Regions from separate parts of the Mus musculus genome. Here all the other regions are linked to region 5. A link is a contact called in public promoter capture Hi-C data. All regions are on one chromosome and are shown on one strand. Each heading gives the region's core, a stretch centred on a gene start, on an enhancer-like site or on the middle of the called end of the contact. The rest is flanking DNA. Distances are from core to core; before and after follow the strand shown.

Region 1 (2,700 bases), core at 173-2,672, 1.5 Mb after region 5:
TTTTTGGAGACACTGTCCTGGGACTCGCTCTGTAGACAAGGCTGACCTTGAATTCATTCATCTGCCTGCCTCTGCCTCCCCAGCGCTGGGATTAAAGGCGTGCGCCACCAGTGTGTCTGCCTAACAACTTGTTTCTATCAGGCAGACAAGCTTGGCAGCTTTGAGTCTAATGACATGCTCCTGACGTGGGAAAAGATCCACTAGGAAACAGGAGGCACAGGTATATAGAGAGATTATATTGTGATATAGAGTCAATTCATGGAAAAGGAGGGCACTATCTTCAGATTAAAAGCTCCCATCTCTTCTCAGGAGTGGTCTAGAAACTTGAAAAACATGTGGGCCTAGTTTCTCAGTGACCAACACTTTCCTAAGGCCTATCTTCTGAGAGAAGTAGCTCATAAAGCAAGGCTTTGGTCCCCGTCCATCCTCATGCAGCAGAAAATGCACTCTGGCAGTTGACCTCGACCCTTTCTTTGACAAACTGCTACTCCGGGGTTTAAGGACCAAGTGTCAGAGACCGCCCCCCACCCTTCCCCCAAGACAGAAGGCAATTCCCATTTGTACTACGCAAACAGAATCTGCGAGACTGCACACTCCTCCTAAACCCAGGGGCACAGGAGGGATACTCCAACAGCCACGCCCCCACCACATAGGGCAGCCCTTCAGGCTGGTACCTCCGCGCATGCTCCCGCGCCACCACTCAAGTCCCCAATCTAAGGGGGGAAATCCCTGGTCTAAATCCCCACCCACCGCCCCCTGACCCTCACCCCCGCTTCAGGCCCAGCTGGGCGGAGCTCAGAGGCCAGCCCCGGCGCCTACTCCCCAGAGACATTAGCTTAGCCCAGCCCAGCACGGCCGAGCCCCCGCCCCCCGACAGGCGGTAGTTCCAGGCCCATCTGTGTCGCCCCCCTCCTCTCCAGGACACCTGGAGCCCGCCCCCCTGCCACCTGCCGGGCCTCCCCATAGGCCTCCCCAGACCTCACGGAAGGACACCGTGCATTCAGGCCCTTCTCCCAGGTTACTTCTCACCCTCGGGACAGTATACTGCTTCCTAGGACAAACAGCCCGGGTCTCAGATCTTCACATGGTTCTCAGCCGGAACTGCATACAACCCCCTTCAAAATGGGCCCCCCATCCCCTGAGAGCCCCTCTCCTCACTCTGCAACCATGCTCTATGCCGCGAGAGCCTATAGGGCTTTGGAATACACACTGCTCCCAGTCCCCGAGGGCCCTTACCTGCTCCCGAGGGTCCCGCTTCCATCCCATATACCCGTGCGGAGGACAGGCGGCCGGGAGACTGAGGAGTCCAGCGTGAGGGGCCTAGGTACCTCGCACTTGCACTGCTCGGGCTCCCGGGCCGGGCTCGGCTCCCCCCCGAAGCCCGGCCGCTCGCGCTGTCGCCCCCGCAGCCTCCGTTGCCGCCGCCGCGGAGCCTGCAGCAGCTCCCCCTGCTAGCGCCCGAGTAGCTGCCAGTGCGCAGGCGCGACCGATGGGCCCATGGGGCGGACGGGAACGAGTCAAGCGGGGCGCTCGACGGCAACAAAGGCCAATGGAGAGGGGCGGGGGCGCGGGGACCGTGCAGCGGCCTCTGGCGGCCACTCGTAGCCGTGCAGCCTGGCGGGAGGGCTCCAGTGGCGGAGCCGCGCAGTGGCGTAAGAGGGGAGGGGCTGGGCGACACCCCTTCCCCGGCTGCAGCCTGGGGCCCTGTCTTTTCCCTAAACAGATCTCTGGAAACCTATCCACAGCCCCGCTATCAACACAGAGCCTGGCTCCCACCCATTCCCCGACCCTCTCCCCCTCCAACACCCAATCACTCAAAGGCCCTGCCTCCCACCTCTCCCAATCACCCTCACCCTTAAGTCTTGACTGCCTCTGCTAAGTCAGTCTTTCTGTGTCCCTAGTCGCTGATCTCATTAATGCCACCCACCCTTCCAGGCTGCGTGCCTGGCGCTGAGACCACAAATGTGTTAGAAACCTTGCCTATTCTGGCCGGTGTAACAGTTTTGACACTGACAGAGCTCTCTATCTGCAGGAAGCACCTGCCTCCACTTTTTCGTCTGCAGAACGTTTGCTCCTACCAAATCTCTTAATGACGTTTTGTGTCAAACCCCAAAGGCTAATTTCCTATTATTTCCCTGCAGCATCTGAAACTATATCTCTTCTTAAAAATTAAAAAAAAAAAAGACTTTCCTTGGCTTTCACATTTTCTTAAGTCTCCTAATGTCTGTCCTGAAGAGCTTTCTTCAGTGGCTCCTCTTGTTTTGTTCACTGTAGTGACCTGAATTTTATATTCTACTCTCCCCTTGCCTCTTCACAGCTTCATCCACTTTTAATGCCCAAATATCTATACGTTACCATGTTGCAGCTTCATATTTCCTACTGTCTGCTGGACAGCTCCAGCTGGATCTAACAATTCAAACTTAAGTCCAAACCTAACCCTTTCTTTTTCCCCTACAAAATACATATATTTGTCCTGTCTCAGTGAACTGCATCTCCATGCCAAAAATATCAGCTCCTGTCTCCCTTGTCTATTTGCTATATTCAACTGTGTCTTGACATGCTTACCTTATGAAGTGCTCTCAAAGCATTCCCTGTCATTCTCATAGTCTCTAGTGTGGGTACCCTTTTCTTACCTTGCCAGAAGCACCACAGCTAATTCCTTGATCGTCTCACATAACCTTCTCATTTGGTCTGCTGCAC
Region 2 (2,700 bases), core at 198-2,697, 1.4 Mb after region 5:
GTTGGAGCAAAGGAGAATCTCTCTCGTTCTCTCTCTCTTTTTTTAAAGATTTATTTATTTGTTATATGTAAGTACACTGTAGCTGTCTTCAGACACCCCCAAAAGGGCATCAGATCCCACTGCAGGTGGTTGTGAGCCACCATGTGGTTGCTGGGATTTGAACTCAGGACCTCTAGAAGAGCAGTTAGTGCTCTTAACTGCAGAGCCATCTCTCCAGCCCCAAGGAGAACCTCTTCTGCAGTGTTACTGGGACCATACTGTAGGAAAAGGAGACTGCCAAAGTGAGCTCCCCCCAAAGGGAAACTCAAGGCCAAGAGGAACCAAGCAAGCTAGTTAGGAGTTGAACTCCTGGACTTAGCACTGCTGGAGGCCAGAACTTCCTTTGGACTCTGTCAGTTCTTTCCACTCAGACCCTCTTAAAATGTGTTTCCTGCAGCCACAGGGTCCCAACTACCACTCAACCTAAAACACACCTTTTTTTTTTCCATCTTACCAAACCATAATGAAATAAAATTTGTCTTATCTCTGCTTCCTTTAACACCCGTTTTCCATGTTCTCGACCAACTCGACATGGTTTTCTGGGTCCAGACTACCCTGACTTTTCTGTAACACACCAGTGTCCTAGTCTTGAAATTCTTTCCTCTGGTTTTGTTACCATCCTTCCTACTTCTCGGCACACCCCGTCCTTCCTCGCTCCTTCCCCTACCTCTAAATGCCTCTTAACTCGTGGAGTCCTCTGGGGTTCTGACGACGGCCCCCTTCTACTATGTTACATGCTCTTCAAGAAGAACCAAGTCTTCTACTGACATCTGACCTGGAATCTGAGGACAAGCTGCGTTTGCAAGCGAAAGGAAGGGACATGTCTTAACAGGCTAGGGACAGCCCTCGCCGACGCCCACATCGGGCCAGCAGTTTGAGAAAGCTGGTCACGACGGAACTGGCCACGCGGGAACTGGCTCTAGCCAAGGTTTTAGGCGAGGCCTGCGCTCTGAATGTGGTCATGGCTGGAGACCTACAACCACGGAGAGCTGGAGCAAACCGATTCGATCCAGGGGCCTTCAGCCTCGTGACTTCGTGGGAGCTCGCCGCAGGAGCCTCCACCTCGGCAGCCTAGTCTGCGCGCGCGCCCCCGAGTCTCGGTCCCCTCGCCCAGGGGTGGGGACCCGATCGGTGGTGCCCCGCCCACCTGTCCGCGCGCTGCCCGGCGTGCCCGGGTCCGGCTCCAGGCTCTCGACGTGACTCAGGACTGATGCCAGGCTGACGGTATCGTGTGCCTCGTAGACAGCGCCCACGCAATCTCCCAGCAGCGCGCCCGCCAGGCAACCTCGGAAGCGCGAGATGGAGCGGGCCGCACTTGCCCCGCCGCCCCCCGCCGCCGACATCGCTGTAGCTGCTGCCGCCGCAGCCACCGCCATCCGCGCGCGGACTAGTCGCCACTTCCGGCATCGATGCTGCCGCCTCTTTGGTCGTCTCTTCCCCGCGGCCCCACAGCGCCCCCTTGTGGCCCGGAGTCTCAGCCTACGTCCTACCCCACAGCGCCACTCAACGGCTGGGAGTCTCAGCGCCCCATAAGTACTCGCACGCTTCGCTTTGGCGCTCCCTACCTTCTCATTTGTAAATGGCACCACAAATGCGGCCGACAGCTCCCTAAAATCCCGCGGAGGACCCTTTGAAAAGCACCTGAACAAGAATGTTGCCCACTCAAAGCCACTGCTGCCCGCGGGCGATCACCTGTATCTTTACACCCGTATTCCTTCTGGAGTCGCTTTGGACTCGACCCCTATGAAGTCTAGGCGACTCCATCGCTCAAGTGGACTGTCTCACTCGGTCAGCCACTCTCATGGGGTAGCAGAAAAGAGCCTGGCTTGAGAACTCCATTTTTATTATTTTACTGTCCCCTCACTACTCCCCCCTCCCACCAATCTTGTGTCTTCCCTCAGCCGCCAAAGCCTAGGTTAGCTCCAGCTGGCAGATTTTGAGTGGACTCAGTGTGCGGTTTGTCGTGCGCGTGAAGGTGTCCACCTGGGGCACAAATTTCTCAGCCGGCACCGTCAGCTTGCGTCGGGTGTCCATACACTTGGTGTCCAAGAGCAGGGTGTTGGTCTTGCACGCGATATCAGCCTGTATCCGGGCCAGGTGCTTGAACAGGGCATCCAAAGCGTTCCTGTAACGCAAAGCATCGGGAGCTCAGAGCCCTACATCAGGCTGCAGGGGCCAGGACATCTCACCAGCATAAAGCCCAGAGAGACCAGCAGGCACTACGGCCCCATGGTTGAGCAGTGCCCCCCACTATTCCTGCCCACTCTCTAAACCTACTGTGTTTGGGCCAGCTTCTGCTTCATGGTATTGATGGTTGCCTCTAACTGGTGGACTTCATCAATGAGGCCATACTGTGTCTGAAGACAGAGGGGCAGGATGGGGTTTTCAGTTCAGCCGCAAGACCCTTCAGCTGGTCGCATAACTGCCTTGGACCAGAATGCTTGTTCCACAAGAAACGTGCGAAGAGGGGTAATACTGAGGTCTCCTTAGCAGACAGGGGTGGTCCCCACCGGGGCCCCTTGTACCTGGTCCCGGCAGAGCTCCACATTGGACCGGTAGGTTCTGGACTCCAGCCGGGTATGTGCAAGCTTCAAGTTCATCATCTTTCTACGCAGGTCCTCCTCCAGGCGCCGAATGTCTCCCTGCAGCTCGGCTATCTCT
Region 3 (2,802 bases), core at 285-2,784, 1.8 Mb before region 5:
TGAATTGCTAGGTTTACAGGCATGTGCCACCGTGGCCATCAACTACTCTACTGGTTTTTAGGGGGTGGGGAGATTCCCCAGACTCAGAGTTTAAAGATCTTGCTATTCCCACCCTGTCTCTCTCCTCTCTGCCCCTCTGCCTCTCTGTGTGTGTCTCTGCCCCTCTGCCTCTCTGTGTGTGTCTCTGTGTGTGTCTCTGCCCCTCTGCCTCTCTGTGTGTGTCTCTGTGTGTGTCTCTGCCCCTCTGCCCCTCTGTGTGTGTCTCTGTGTGTGTCTCTGCCCCTCTGTGTGTGTCTCTGTGTGATTAGTGCTGGGAACTGAAACCAAAGCCTCATATGGTGGGCAAGAATTCTACTAGAACTTAAGAATGTAAATTTAGAACTGGAATGTGACTTTAATTCTTTCCCTATCGGAGGGTAATGAGCGTTAAAGACACTCAAATGACCCACCTGTTTCATAGTCCAGAGGAATTTGAATATCTGTGATGTCTCCAAAGGGGATAAATGCAGCATGAAGAACCTTGTCGTCCACCTCTTCTGCCAGCCCGCCTGCAAATGAGCCAAGGACCTTCTGAGCCGCTGTCCTACACACTCAGAGGTCCCTGCACACCAGGGACTTTGCCTGTCACTGGTATGACAGGCAAAGGGAGGGATCTTTCCATCCAGTCCTTTGTCTACACAAACATCTCTCTCTACAGCCTACCCACACTACTTTCCTTTCTTCAATCTCCTTTTAAACAGTTCTGATTCGATCTCCAACTCTTGTGAAAGCTTTGTAACTGACCTCTCTGCCTCAATTCCTTCCTCCAACCGCCCCCCCCCAACCAAATATAAGTGGAAATGAATCCATCGGTTCTCTTAGACTTCAAAGTCTTAAATGTCACTGTCCTCAAGATAAAGTGAGAGCTCCTTGGTAGTGTACACAGGGTTATCATCCGACTCTCGCCGATCTCTCTTGTATCTTCCATTTTGTTTTCCCCAATTTCCCTGAGTTTCTCGAAAAATGACCCAGCTGCCCCTAGGCGCCAGGCTCTTTTACGCCTTTGAGCTTCGGCTCCGGTGCAGCGAACAGCTTTGCCTCTACTCTGACTCTTTGCCCAACTCCTGCTCAACTTCTGCGTCCCGGCAACAGAAAGTTTGCCCTCACCCAAGTTCCTGTCATCATTGTTAGTCCCTATTACAACGCTAGGGTGTGTAGGTTATTTCCCACTTTCTCCTAGATAGTCTGGTAACTCCTCCTTTAGGGCAGAGATCCAGCCATTCCGCACTGAATGTTTGTAAAACGAATGGGCGGGAGGGATTTGGAAGCCCAAAATTCTTGTCACTCGTCGGGGTTCCTGTGCGCTTAGTGGACTAGGAAGGTCGCCGGAATTGTCCTTCCATCTCGGGCTCACACCCTCAGGCCCAGCAAGCCCTCCATAGACCCCGGCTGCTTTCCCCCTTTCCCACATTGCTCAGACTAAGTCTAGCTCCCGCGCCTGCTCACCCACGTACAGCACACGCTTGGTGGTGGCCATCTTGCTCGCGCCCGTTTCCGCCGGAAGCCGGCACTCGGCCGGCCCCCTCGCCGTCGCCCCTCCCCTTAGGTCGGGGCGGGTCTTTGTGCGGCTGCAGGCTCCGCCCCTTCTTGGCTGTAGCTCCCAGAGCTGGAAGGAAACAAACCTTGGTCTGATCAACCTAGATATTAACGGCAATTGAACCATTACCAACACACTATGGTCCGGGCTGTCCAGGCAGCTGTTTTTGGCCAATTCGGGAGCCAAGAACGGTTTTTACACTTTGAACCGGGGTGAGGCGAAGGATCGACAATATTTCTTGAGAGATGAAAATTATATGAAATTAAAATTTCAATATCACGAAGTTTAATTGTTAGAGTATAGCCACATCCGTTCCTTTTCTATTGTCTGGCTGCTTTCATGTTACAAAGGGAAGAGACCTGTTCCTCCCACGGCCATTGATATTTTACCATCTGGCCCTTTGGGCAAAGTGTTTGCTATACTCTTGTTCTAACGTAATATTTAAATTTATAGGTTCTCAATAGCAGTACAAAACAGTAGGATCACATTTGTTTGCTTGTTAGAGTATCCCACTATGCCTTCCAGATCTCAGCCTCCCCAGTGCTGAAATCCCAATTGAATACCACCAACCTACCTCAAATAGAAATTTAACAAGTTTTATTTTATGTATTTATTTTGAGACTGGATCTTCCTATGTAGTCCTGAATATCTTGGAATTCACTATGTAAACCAGGCTGACCTTGAACTTACAGAGATCTCTTCCTGAGGGTTGGGACTAAAAGCATATACCACCACAGGAAGCTTTGCTGTATTGTTAAAGGGCTCTAGCAGGCCCAAGCTTGGTAAGCACAGGTGTGGCAGGCCTTGTCCTTCTCCCCATTCCCTCTGCCTTGCTAATAAACAAACAAACAAACAGGGTTATATTCCTAAAGCTAGCCGTAGGCCAAATAAGGTCTATTCCCTTATTTGGCCTCCTCCTGAGGATGATCACCAAGGTCCAGCTATCAAAGTATTAAAGTTCAACAATTGTATTAGTCAGGGTTCTCTAGAGTCACAGAACTGTGGGTAGTCTCTATATAGTAAAGGAATTTAATCTTAATCTTTGATCTCCCTGTCTTAATCTTCTGAAATCCATAGCCACTATGCCTCAAGATCTCCATACTGAGATCCAGGTCAGAAACTTCTATCTCTCAGCCTCCAGATTAGGGTCACTGATGAGCCTTCCAATTCTGGATTGTAGTTCATTCCAGATATAGTCAAGTTGACAACCAGAAATAGCCACTACA
Region 4 (2,704 bases), core at 67-2,566, 1.7 Mb before region 5:
CACAAATACTCAGGGGGGATCGGTCTCCCAAGTGCTGAGACTAAAGGTGTGAGTCACTACACCTAGCAAGGCTTCTTTATTTAATATAGTCACCAGAAATTATTCTCAGAGGTAAGGAGGGACTCTTACTTGTATACCATGGTAACCATGGCAACCATGGCATCTGCTGGGGGGGGAGCTCTGATTAGCCATTTATTGGAATGAATTGATTGATTAAATACTTATATTTCCTCAATTGTTTGCTTCAACCAGTAGACGAGTATCTGTCTAGCTTTTGCTAATTTCTGGTTTGAGTGAATATAAGGATAGAAAAAAAAATGGTCCCTGGCACTTATGGAGTAAGGAAATACTGCTATAACTCCACATATTTAGTCTCATGAGATAACATGATCTTCAAATGGTCAGTGAAACCTTCATTTGGGTAAAAAGTCAATGATTACCCTTCATCATCTAAGCGTAAACTCTTAACTAGCGTTTACATAGTAACAAAAACATTGTTTCACATGCACAGATGCATTCTCTTTGTGTTGTGCCATGAGTCGCCACGAGATGCCTTGTAAGGACATCACTAGAGATAGCTCCCTTATACAAGAACCATGAGCCCAAATACACCTTTCTTCTCCTCTTCTCCTTTTGCACAAACTAAGCTGTAGGCGTGCCACCAGAACAAAACAGGAGCGGACAGTCACGTTTTGTTTTATAAAAGCTTTGGCAAGATTTGTTCATCTTTTCAAAAACAGTCTCATCACCTAAGATACCACCACCATTTCTAATGACCTCCAAAATCCAACCTCAAGGTTATATGTTCTTAAAACTTTCGTATGTCTTACGTATTCAGCTCAACCATGTATTGGGCCACCTAGTAGCTGTACTTTAGCATCCCTTTGTGTAGATTTGGGCATTTCATGGATGTTTTAAACATTATACCTGCGTGTGGGTCTTGGGGAGGACATGACTCAATCCATACACTGCAGAAAGAGAATCATACAGGTGCGTGCTGCTGGTCCTCCAAACGCAAGGGGACGCTGTGACACCTTGCGGGCGGCTCCAGGTCACTCTGGTGTGACTGCCCCGCCTTGGGCCCCCGGGGCAGAGTGGGCGGGCACGACTGCGCCCAGGTCTCGAGGCGCCCTTCGACCAGCAGCGCCCGGGGCGGGAGGGTATAAATGGAGCGGTGGCGGCTCCAGCCGCCTCTCTCCGCCCCGGGTCGCAGCCATCAGTGTTGCGTTTGGGCTCAGCACGCCTGAAGCAGAAAAAAGAAAAAGCTTAAAAAAAACACAAAAGCCTCAAAAACCTTAAAAAAAAAAAAAAGAAAAGAAAAGAAGAGGAAAAAAAAAAGCAAAAGGGAAAAAAAGAAGAAAAAGAACCAGACAGCGACTTGTGCTGGGAGCCCGTGGGGAAGTGACTTTCACAGCTTCCGGCCTGCCTGTCCGTCAGCGTCTGTCTGTCCGTCCGGTGGTGAGCCATCCCCCTCGGCCCGGCCCGCCCCTGCACGCCTCTGCGCCGCGTGGCAGCCCCGCGCCCCGGCTGGCCGCACCACGTGTCCGCACTGCCCTTCGCCGGCACCCGCAAAGATTTGGTTTCCCCCTTCCTGGGCTGCTGTAACTGTAAACCGCCGGGAGTCCGGGGCCTATATTTATCACGAAACGCGTGTTCCCAAGGCGGCCGTGAGCGCAGCATCTGATTGCCTCTTGAAAATTTTTTGCCCCCTTTACGAGGGGATTTCCTACTTTAATTTTTATTTTTTAAGCCTCAAGCCAGGACAGCTGGAGAGTACAAACTCCAGGAGCGGGCCATATTGTTTTTGAGAGCCTTTTGTCTTGGGGCTTTTGCAGTCCCGTGCAAGTCGTCCCGCACACGGGTCCCGGCTCGGAGCCTCCCTGCTCCAGCCTTCTCCGGCGTCGCTGGTGCCACCTGTGCGCTGCGGCGCGTGCCATAGCTCCTCGGAGCCCCTTTTGTCCTGCAGTAGGCCTTGTTAGAAGTCCTCCTGGCGGGGCTCGGGGTCGTGGGGGGTGGGGAGATGAACGCTGCAGCCAGCAGCTACCCCATGGCCTCCTTATACGTGGGCGATTTGCACTCGGACGTCACCGAAGCCATGCTGTATGAAAAGTTTAGCCCTGCGGGGCCTGTGCTGTCCATCCGGGTCTGTCGCGATATGATCACCCGGCGCTCTCTGGGTTATGCCTACGTCAACTTCCAGCAGCCAGCTGACGGTGAGTAGTAGCGGTGTGCACACATTCGGGAGATTCCTGGGGACCTTGGGAATCCTGAAGGCGGAGGCCAAACTGCCAGGACCGGGGAACATAACAGCATGTTGCCTGAGAAGCCTTGGGTGGAAGCAAAATGAGCCAGGCATGTGGTCATGACCCTGGCTTCAGTCTCCCACCACTTGCTAACCTGATGACCTTGGGCTACTGGGTGGGGGTGGGGTAGAGCAGGGGTTGGAACCCAAGGAGATTTGTGTAATTCGGGATCCGAATAAAGGGACTTGGGTATTCTAGTGTGTCTAGCCCCACTCAGGTAGAAGTGGGTCTGGCACTCAGTGCATTGAAATGACACCTGAAAGTGTAGGTTGCAAAACTGGGGGCTCTAACCTGAACTGACTGACTTGGGATGGCTTTAGGGCAGTGGAAAGCAAGGAGAGCAGTTTCATCCAGTTGCCTTGAGGGGAGTTGCTAGTGTCAAGCTGTTTCTACCAGGCTCT
Region 5 (2,700 bases), core at 115-2,614:
TTCCAGAACTCAAGACTGTTTGTTACCTGGCCTGCTAAGGACAGTGGTTTGCCTACCACTGGCCTGGCTGGATGGCAGGCAGTTTCCAGTGGGGCTGAGCAGTAGGGTCTCCCCAAAAGATGGATGTGTTCTCCCAAAACACTCCCCCTGGATACAGAGATGCTGAGAAGACATGATGCGTCCTGCTCTTACAGTCCTCTCCCTCCGCTGTTAAGCTGCAGGACAACTCTTACTGTCCTACTGAGCGACTGCATCCCTGCCTATTGGCAGGTAGGCTAGCATAGGTTAGGTCATGTCAGTGCGGAACAGCCTCCCCCAACCCCTGAAAAACCTTCAATTATCAGCTCACTTTGTACTATAGATTTGAGATCTCGGCCTCGCCCCTCTTCCTTCAGGCCTCCATCATTCTATTTCTGGTATATCTCTTCTAAAGCTCTCCCATTCAAACGTGAAGGTGAGATGCACTGTCCTAATAGCGCTCATCTGAAGGGTAATTCATGCCTACTTCTTTCCTATGGGCCCACCATTCTTTTATAAGTTATGACAGATGGCAATTTCCTACCGGTGGTTATTTTAGACCTTATTAAGAAGGGGACATCTGAATGAGTCCCTACAATAAGCTTTCAAGATAAGCACTCGTTGGTCACGGGGAAAACGCTAGCAGCTCTTACCGAAGTAGTCAAGCCACTTCATCCCTTGCAGCGCCTTGGGGAGCCGAAGGATCTCGATGTTGTACAGATTTTCCACCTCCTTGAGGAGGGTCTGTCTGTCGGACTCAATTTGCTTGGTTCGAACTTGCACTGCAAAGAGGTGAAAGCGGACGGATCCCGCGTCAGGTGTGCGAAGCCGTCGCATCCGCGTCCCAACCCACCCAAAACCCACGATCACGCGAATCCACCCCTTACCCTCGCGGTCGAAGTCCTTCAGGAAGGAGGCGAGCTTCCGGCTCCGCAGCGTGTTGGTCCTGGTTCCGCGGCTGCTGCGTTTCTTGGGAGCCATGGCGCCTGGCTGCGTCGAGCGAGGGGCCAAGCAGCCGGCTCCGCGACTGAGACGGGGAGAGGGTGTGAGCGGTCGGAGAGCTGAGAAAGTTCAGTCGTTGGAGTCTAGGTTTCCAGAACTCTGCCGAAACCTACCTGCAGGTCCCAAAACACAGTCTGAGGAACCCTCACAGCTCCAACTAAGGGACGGGCGGCTCCTCGGTTAACCGCCACCCAATTCAAACTCAACGGGCACAGCCTAGCCAATAGCAAATCGCCGTCTTAGGACGGTTCTCACCACGCCCAATCACAATAAAGCTTCTTCTCCTTCCGCCAGCCAATCCTCATGGAGGACTTCAATGCCCAGATGTCATTGCGGCACACGCCATCTTTTCGCGACTCCAGAGTCGTGCTAACTGGAAGTAGAGTGGTGAGTTCGTTCTTGTGAATAAGCGCGGTGTAGTTTTTGATGTACTCAGCGTTGACATCGCAGGATTTACGTTTTCCTGTTGATTTAGGGCTGGAAATCTTAAAGAGAGGCGACAAGACTGACTCCAGAAGCACAGGTCCCGGAACAGACAGACCCCAGAGACTCGCAGTCTAAAGCAGATTGCCCTGTCGTGAAGAAACCCCTTCGGAAGACCCGAAGCAACGGTCTTCCTGCAGAGAGAAGGTAAGAGGACCGCCAGAATCAATATTCTTGAGTGTCCGCGGTTACAAGACAGAGACACAGCTCCACTCTGCAGCGTGGGGAGTTGCCCTAGCCTTTTAAGGACTTGAGCTCAGTTGATGGCCCTGACGCTGAAAAGAACTCAGCACTAGCTGAGCTCAGTTGATGGCCCTGACGCTGAAAAGAACTCAGCACTAGCTGATTTATGAAGCAGAGTTACATGAACATATTTGCTACGGGGCCTCACCATATAACGCTGGCTATCTTGGAAGTCTCTGTGTATACTAGTTTGGCCTCGAACTCACAGAGATCTGCTTGTTTCTGTCTTTCCAGTGCTAGGATTAAAGATGCATTCGACAACTCCCAGCCTATGGCTGTTTTAAATACAGGCATAAGCACAAGAATTAAGAGAGAGAGGCAGGCACCTAGGCATAAAAGACACTTGCATGCTCCTCAGAGAATCTCAGAAAGTTAGACATAGCCACGTGGGTATGAGATTCTCTAGGGAGATCAGCAGTTGATTTTCTTTCTTTTCCCCCAGTTTCTTGAGACCAGGCTGGCCTCAAACCCAAAACCCGGCTCTGCTTCCAGAGGGCTGGAATTAAAGTCATGTTACATTAGCCACAATTACTTATTTTGGTGGCTTTCAGTTTACATCTCAAAAGGGTTTCTAAAAACCCTTGTGACTCCCTTCAAACAAGAAGTTGTTTGATAAGAGAAGTAAGTGAGGTGGCTTTCAAGATTCTTTGATGGTATTAAATCCTACAGATGTAAATGGGGTAGTGTGTGTCCTTTCTCTGTAAATGGGATTCCTGGTGAGATTTCTAGAACATGGAAGATTTACAGCAGGAAGGAAGAAAGGCTGTTCACAGTTGGTAAGTGTACTTGCAGGAATTCTTCCTTCATTGTTGGCTGAAGGTGTCAGCCCACTTCCAGGACTAGGAGTTCTTGTTTGTGTCCCCCAAAGTCTCCCTACCTTTCATTATTGCCTTGGGACTATTTGAAGACCAACAGCTGGTCTTCTCCTGAGGTCGGAAATGACGCAGCCTTGAT
Region 6 (2,700 bases), core at 93-2,592, 1.6 Mb after region 5:
AAGCCGATTTATTTTTTGAAGGCTTATGACATTTGACTATGTGGGCTTTTTAAGAAAACCTTAAGCAGCAAATAAAGATAGGATTTAATCGCTCAGTTATGTAAATATGTTCCAAGTTAACAAACCTGCAAAATTTCCAAATGCAAACAATAAACCTAATTTTCTATGAATTTTAAAAACATACAACTAAGTCTACTATGTAGACAAGGTTTGAATATGAAAACTAATTCCATCACTGCCCCTAAACCTTGCCCTACTTAGCCAAGCCATTAGCAACCTGTTGTAGGGCTTGAGACAGGAGCACAAGGCTCCAAACGAAGAGTATTCGTGAGAGTTTGGAAAGCTTCCTTGGGTTGGAGCAGAGAGCGAGAGAACCAGGGGCCACCCATAACCAGCAAAGAATCACAGTTTCAAAAACACTTTTTCGTTTGATTTTAACAGCCTCTGATAACCCAATTAAAAGGGAAGGCAGGGCATTGATGCCCTTGCTGGAGAGTATTGGATTGTCATTCCAGAGCACTCTGGGACTGACAAACTGACAGATACCAAACTTCAGAGTTTTGGAAAAAGAACGGACATTTCTCCCTTTGGCTTTCAGGGACATGAGTGAGTGGGTCTCTCCTCCTCATCTGAGGAACCAGATGCCAGTGCAAAAGAAAACAGGGATTCTGCCCCACACCAAGAAAACCCTTGACAGAAGGTAGAAGGCCTTCCAGGTTTGGGCCGGGCCTCGGCGTGCCCCAGACACACGGTCCCATTTGAGGCCCCAACTAGCCTCGCGGCGACCGTGGACAGAGATCTAAGGTCCGAACAGGTCTGCCCTACCCCGGGGAACTCGGGTCACCTCTTGAGCCTCCCTCCCTTAGACGGGTCCCGAATAGACCTAGAGTCTTCAGCTGGGGCGTGGTCCCCGCCCCCCAGGGACGAGGGCATGGGACCCCTTCCTTCCCGGGGCCTGGCAGCCGGCAGCCGGGTCCGCGAGCGGCGGTCGGGCAGCGACAGTCCCTTCCGCCGGTCTGTCTGCCCTCCCGAGCCCCAGGTCTGACCCTGGTCCGAGCGCGCTCCTCACCGGGTCCCAGCGCCTCCATGGCGGCGACGGGGGCCGCCTCGCTCCGGTCCCCAGCGCCTCCCGCTCCGGGCCCCGCCGGAGCCGCGTAACGCTTGCTCTCTGGAATATTGGCGCTGAAGCGGCGCCGCGAAGACGCGGGCCGGGGGCGGGCAGGGGGCGGCGGCGGCGCCCAGTCCGGGGACAGGGACCCGACTCTGTCACGGCTCTTCCGGCCTCAGCGACAACAAAAACAATCCCGGCCGCTGCCGCCGCCGCCGCCAGCTGGAACGGGAGCGGGAGGCGGCGCGCGCCCGCCGGGCGGGGCGGGGGCGCCAGGCGCCTGCGGTCCCGGGTCCCGGCTAGCGAAGGGGGCGTGCGCGGCCCCGCACGCGCGGGGTCCAGCGAGCCTGACCGAGGCAGGGGGCGGGGTGCGGCAGGGACGGGCGCGCGCCCGGGGGGCCGAGCCCAGAGGACGCGTCAGGCGCGCGCCCGCCCGCCCTTCCACCAGCGGGCCCGCTCGCCTGCGGTCCCGCACGCCGCTCCGCCGGTCCCCATTCTGGCAACCTTCCTCCAAGTCGCCATCGAAAGAGCTGGATTCCAGTCCTTGATGACCCACAGGCAGCAGCCCTCCACTTCGTCCTGAGACTCACCTTAGGAACCTGTCCTCCATCGCTCCACCACCACCAGAGATGACCCCTGGACACTTCAGGCACAATCGGTCCTTCAGTCACCTTCAGTCATTCCTCCTACTCCACCCCCACCCTCACCCCGGACACCACATATCCAGTCACCTTCCTTCCCTGTGCAGGGAAAGCAGGTTCTGTTCTGGGTCCCAAGACTGGTCAACATGTCACCAAGGCAGCAGGTAGCTCAGCGAGTCAAGTGTCCTTAAAGTTTCCATTCAGGACTTCCAGTTAAGACAGGACCATAGGCTGTCTGGTCAACTAAACGGGCAACGGCAGTCTATTAGTTAAAAAGGCACAACACTCTCATTCTAGTTTGCTGGGGCCCACCATTGGGTACCTCAGCTTAGTGCAATAGAAATGCGTTTTCTCTCAGTTTTGCACACCGACAGTCTAATAAAATCAAGGCGAGTTGGGGCAGGGGGTGTGATTTTTCTCCTTCGGTTGTAGAAATCTATCTTCTTGTGCTATCACACGGTCTTCCCATGGTAACTTCTATTCAAACCGCTCCTTTTTGTTTGGTTGGTTTTAATTAATTTATGTGTATGAGTATTTTTTGCCTGCATGCATGTGTTTGTGCCTGGTGCCTCCGGAGACCAGAAGACCAAATCGAATCCCCTCGAAACAGGATTACAGATAATGTAAGCTGTGTAGGGGCTGAGAATCAAACCTGGGGCCTCTGCAAGAGTATGAGGTACCCTTAACCACTAAAGCCATCTCTACAGCCCCCAACTTCTTTTTCTTATAAGGAAGATGGCTCAGTGGGTAAAGGTACTTTATAACATTGACAGCCTGAGTAGGAAGTTGGAGAGTTCAAGGCCAGCCTTTGCTACCAAAGAATTTAAGGCAATCCATGTTTTAAGAGACTCCAGCCCAGTGTAGCCTTTAATCTCAGCACTAGGGAGACTGAGGCAGTTCAGAGCCAATTCGGTTTACTTATGTAGTGACTTCTAGGACAGCCAGGACTGC
Region 7 (2,700 bases), core at 186-2,685, 1.7 Mb after region 5:
CTAGCCGGCACAAGTATATTAACTGTACAAAGTCACAAGTTTCACTAAGACATTTCTATATGCAGTTTAATTGTAGTCTCTCCTCTATTACCCTTTCTATTGTTAAAAGAATTATTTTTACTTTATGTGTTATGGGGTTTTGGCCTGAATGTATGTGTGTGCATCAAGTGTGTGAAGTGCCTTCAGAGGACAGAGATACACCAGAGTTGCTGATAGCTGTCTTCCAGTTGCCTTATGGGTACTGGAAATTGATTCCAGGTCTTCCAGAAGAGCAGCCAGTGTTCTTAAGCACGGGTCCATCTCTCCAGTCCATCCCTAATTTCCTATCTTACTCTTTCCAAAATATTTCATGTAGGGCATGTGGATCAGGAATTTAATTCTAGCACTGATGAGTTAGAGGAAGGCAGATTTTTGTGAATTTGAAGTTAGTCTGGTCAACACAATTAAATTAGTTCCAGGACAACCAAGGCTACATAGTAGTAATACCCCATCTCTCAAAAAAGGCCGGGTGGTGGTGTCACAATACATTAATCCCAGCACTCAGAAAGCAGAGGCAGGTGGATCTCTGAGTTCGAGGTCAGCCTAGTCTATAAGAGTGAGTTTCAGAGTAGCCAAGAAATCCTGTCGGGACAAATCAAAATATAAAAAATAAGTAAATAAAAGTGAACATTTAAAAATTTGTTGGGATGAGGAACTTTGGGGAGGGGGGCAATGGCTGGAGTGTAAATAAATACTTTTTTTTCCCATTTTTATTAGGTATTTAGCTCATTTACATTAATAAATACATTTTTAAAATAATATTTTAAATGTAATGAAACAGAAGTATAGTAAAATATTTAAATTTAAAATTTTTTTTAAAAATTATTTGTATTGGGGATGAACGCGCTAGTGTGATGGTCAGAGGAAAACTTTGGGGAGTCTGTTCTTTCTACCGTGGGTTCGAGGGACAGGCTTGACTAACGTGCTTTCTGCCTCTGTCTATCCAGTACTAGGATTTCAAGAGGGAACCACCGCCAAGTAGGTTTTTTGTTTGTTTGTTTGTTTTGCTTTTGAGATGTGTTGTCCTAGGCTGCTCCCCTGGTCCTTAACTCTATGGCTCGGGGAAATTGTTCTTCAATCTGGCTTGCAGGGAAAATTTTCCCGTTTGTTTAACGAGCAAGGAAATGAAAACCAGAAAGCTGAAGACCTCCTCTCCTCTGTAGCACCCACACGTGCTGGTACTTCTTACACAGGGTACGGCTTGATTTGCGTGCAAACTCTAAAATTCGACTTGGTAGATAAGGAAACGCAACGCCCCATCACCCACAGCTACGTTTCCAAACCACACCTCTAGACCAGCCCACTCCGCAATCTCAGCGCGGAAAAGCACCCAAGCTCCCGCCTGCTCTCTCGCGAGAGGTGACGTCATTGGGCCGCGCCAGTGACTGGGCCGTCGCGCGTCTTGCGTCACCCCCAGCTCAGTCCGGGTGTGCTGTCTCACTGGTGAGGTCGTGTACCCGGGAAGTGTCCCTGTCCGTGGCCTCTGCAGCCTCCCGCTTCCCGGCACCATGGAGTACCTCATTGGCATCCAGGGCCCAGACTATGTCCTCGTCGCTTCCGACCGAGTGGCCGCCAGCAATATTGTCCAGATGAAGGACGGTGAGAGGAAGCAGGGGGAGGCCCGGCGGGCCTGGCTGGAGGGGCAGTCGGCGGGAGTTGGTGAAGGGGACCGTGGGCCTCCCTCTGGGCAGCTTGGAAGATGGAGCCCAGTGTGCTCTGCCCTGCTGGCACTGCAGGATTGAGAAGCCGGGGGAGCCGGCAGACAAGCTTAGGGCTCTAGTTTGGGATTCTGGGTCAGATGAGGCTTGCTAGGTGAGAGTTGCTCAGCGTGAGGGAATTAAGTTTATGAGAGCTCAAGTGTGTGCCCGGCGCCTCCAATTTCTGAATTTCTGGCAAGTTTCAGTCGCCCCAGATAGAAGTTATAATTTGTGGGTGCCCTAAGGTGGGATCTTGGGGAGAGTGAGACTCCCCAGAGTTTGGCATTTCCACTCTGCTTCCGCTGTCTTCAGTGGCTCACCTCAGAGCCTCTTCCGCCTTTCCCTGGCTGCTAGATTTTACTTGTCGTTAAATAGTGGAATGCAGCAGAGATGGCCTCTCTTTATTTGCTCTGTGAGTTTTGTACGTTATTTTTTTTCCCGTGCCCAGATTTTCTTATCTCTCAAATTACTAATAACCAACTCAAAACTTGTTGAGAGGATTGAGTGAAGGAGTTAGCATTGGACAAACACTTAACAAACTGAAGCATATATGTATCAGGTGTGTCCATCGTTAACATTTTAATTTGTTAAAAGTTTGGCTCTACTATGTGCCCTTCTTGCAGTTAGTTTTGGAGACAGAATATGTATAACTAAGATGTATAGATATAGTATATATTATATATAACACACATGCATATATATGTGTGTGTGTGTACATATATGTGTGCGTATACATATCTATGTATGTGTATATATGTATGTGTGTGTGTGTATATGTGTGTATATGTACAAAACTTTCTTAAGGAGATGTTGAAATAACTCAGTAGTAAAGATGCTTTTGCCCAGGCTTCACAACCGGAGTTTGGTCCCAGAACCCAGATGGCAGAGGAAGAGACCCCACCCCAACATCCTGCAGGTTGTCCTCTGACCTGTGCACCTGTTCTGTGGCAATGTGCACCTGTGC

The links. Promoter capture Hi-C pulls out the DNA fragments that hold promoters and counts their contacts.
Region 1: a promoter capture Hi-C map of pre-B cells shows a contact between it and region 5, with 3 times the contacts expected there. The contact joins the promoter of Ago1 here to the promoter of 9930104L06Rik in region 5. A contact is called at or near these places in 1 of 39 promoter capture datasets (pre-B cells), 1 of 484 Hi-C or Micro-C datasets (muscle stem cells) and 1 of 9 other capture datasets (adipose tissue).
Region 2: a promoter capture Hi-C map of pre-B cells shows a contact between it and region 5, with 3 times the contacts expected there. The contact joins the promoter of Adprhl2 here to the promoter of 9930104L06Rik in region 5. A contact is called at or near these places in 3 of 39 promoter capture datasets (cranial neural crest, liver and pre-B cells).
Region 3: a promoter capture Hi-C map of pre-B cells shows a contact between it and region 5, with 2.7 times the contacts expected there. The contact joins the promoter of Ppie here to the promoter of 9930104L06Rik in region 5. A contact is called at or near these places in 3 of 39 promoter capture datasets (cranial neural crest, liver and pre-B cells).
Region 4: a promoter capture Hi-C map of pre-B cells shows a contact between it and region 5, with 6 times the contacts expected there. The contact joins the promoter of Pabpc4 here to the promoter of 9930104L06Rik in region 5. A contact is called at or near these places in 3 of 39 promoter capture datasets (the C10 cell line, liver and pre-B cells).
Region 6: a contact with region 5 is called in a promoter capture Hi-C map of pre-B cells, with 2.7 times the contacts expected there. The contact joins the promoter of Ago4 here to the promoter of 9930104L06Rik in region 5. A contact is called at or near these places in 3 of 39 promoter capture datasets (liver and pre-B cells).
Region 7: a contact with region 5 is called in a promoter capture Hi-C map of liver, with 4 times the contacts expected there. The contact joins the promoter of Psmb2 here to the promoter of 9930104L06Rik in region 5. A contact is called at or near these places in 2 of 39 promoter capture datasets (liver and pre-B cells).

Annotation. Positions count from the first base shown.
Region 1 is chr4:126,467,161-126,469,860 of GRCm38.p6, forward strand. Ago1 (argonaute RISC catalytic subunit 1) reads right to left here and starts at 1,423. Exons shown (of 19, transcript NM_153403.3): 1 at 1,237-1,423. The coding sequence starts at 1,261.
Region 2 is chr4:126,320,256-126,322,955 of GRCm38.p6, forward strand. It overlaps Adprhl2 (ADP-ribosylhydrolase like 2), which reads right to left and starts at 1,448. Exons shown (of 6, transcript NM_133883.2): 1 at 1,187-1,448. The coding sequence starts at 1,415. It overlaps Tekt2 (tektin 2), which reads right to left. Exons shown (of 11, transcript NM_001357262.1): 9 at 2,565-2,700; 10 at 2,317-2,396; 11 at 1,866-2,164. The coding sequence ends at 1,951.
Region 3 is chr4:123,138,417-123,141,218 of GRCm38.p6, forward strand. It overlaps Ppie (peptidylprolyl isomerase E (cyclophilin E)), which reads right to left and starts at 1,535. Exons shown (of 10, transcript NM_019489.6): 1 at 1,486-1,535; 2 at 450-548. The coding sequence starts at 1,516.
Region 4 is chr4:123,281,595-123,284,298 of GRCm38.p6, forward strand. It overlaps Pabpc4 (poly(A) binding protein, cytoplasmic 4), which reads left to right and starts at 1,317. Exons shown (of 15, transcript NM_130881.3): 1 at 1,317-2,213. The coding sequence starts at 2,021.
Region 5 is chr4:124,935,684-124,938,383 of GRCm38.p6, forward strand. It overlaps 9930104L06Rik (RIKEN cDNA 9930104L06 gene), which reads left to right and starts at 1,365. Exons shown (of 5, transcript NM_177573.3): 1 at 1,365-1,650. Cdca8 (cell division cycle associated 8) reads right to left here and starts at 1,234. Exons shown (of 10, transcript NM_026560.4): 1 at 906-1,234; 2 at 672-800. The coding sequence starts at 999.
Region 6 is chr4:126,532,116-126,534,815 of GRCm38.p6, forward strand. Ago4 (argonaute RISC catalytic subunit 4) reads right to left here and starts at 1,343. Exons shown (of 18, transcript NM_153177.3): 1 at 1,070-1,343. The coding sequence starts at 1,088.
Region 7 is chr4:126,676,208-126,678,907 of GRCm38.p6, forward strand. It overlaps Psmb2 (proteasome (prosome, macropain) subunit, beta type 2), which reads left to right and starts at 1,436. Exons shown (of 6, transcript NM_011970.4): 1 at 1,436-1,638. The coding sequence starts at 1,548.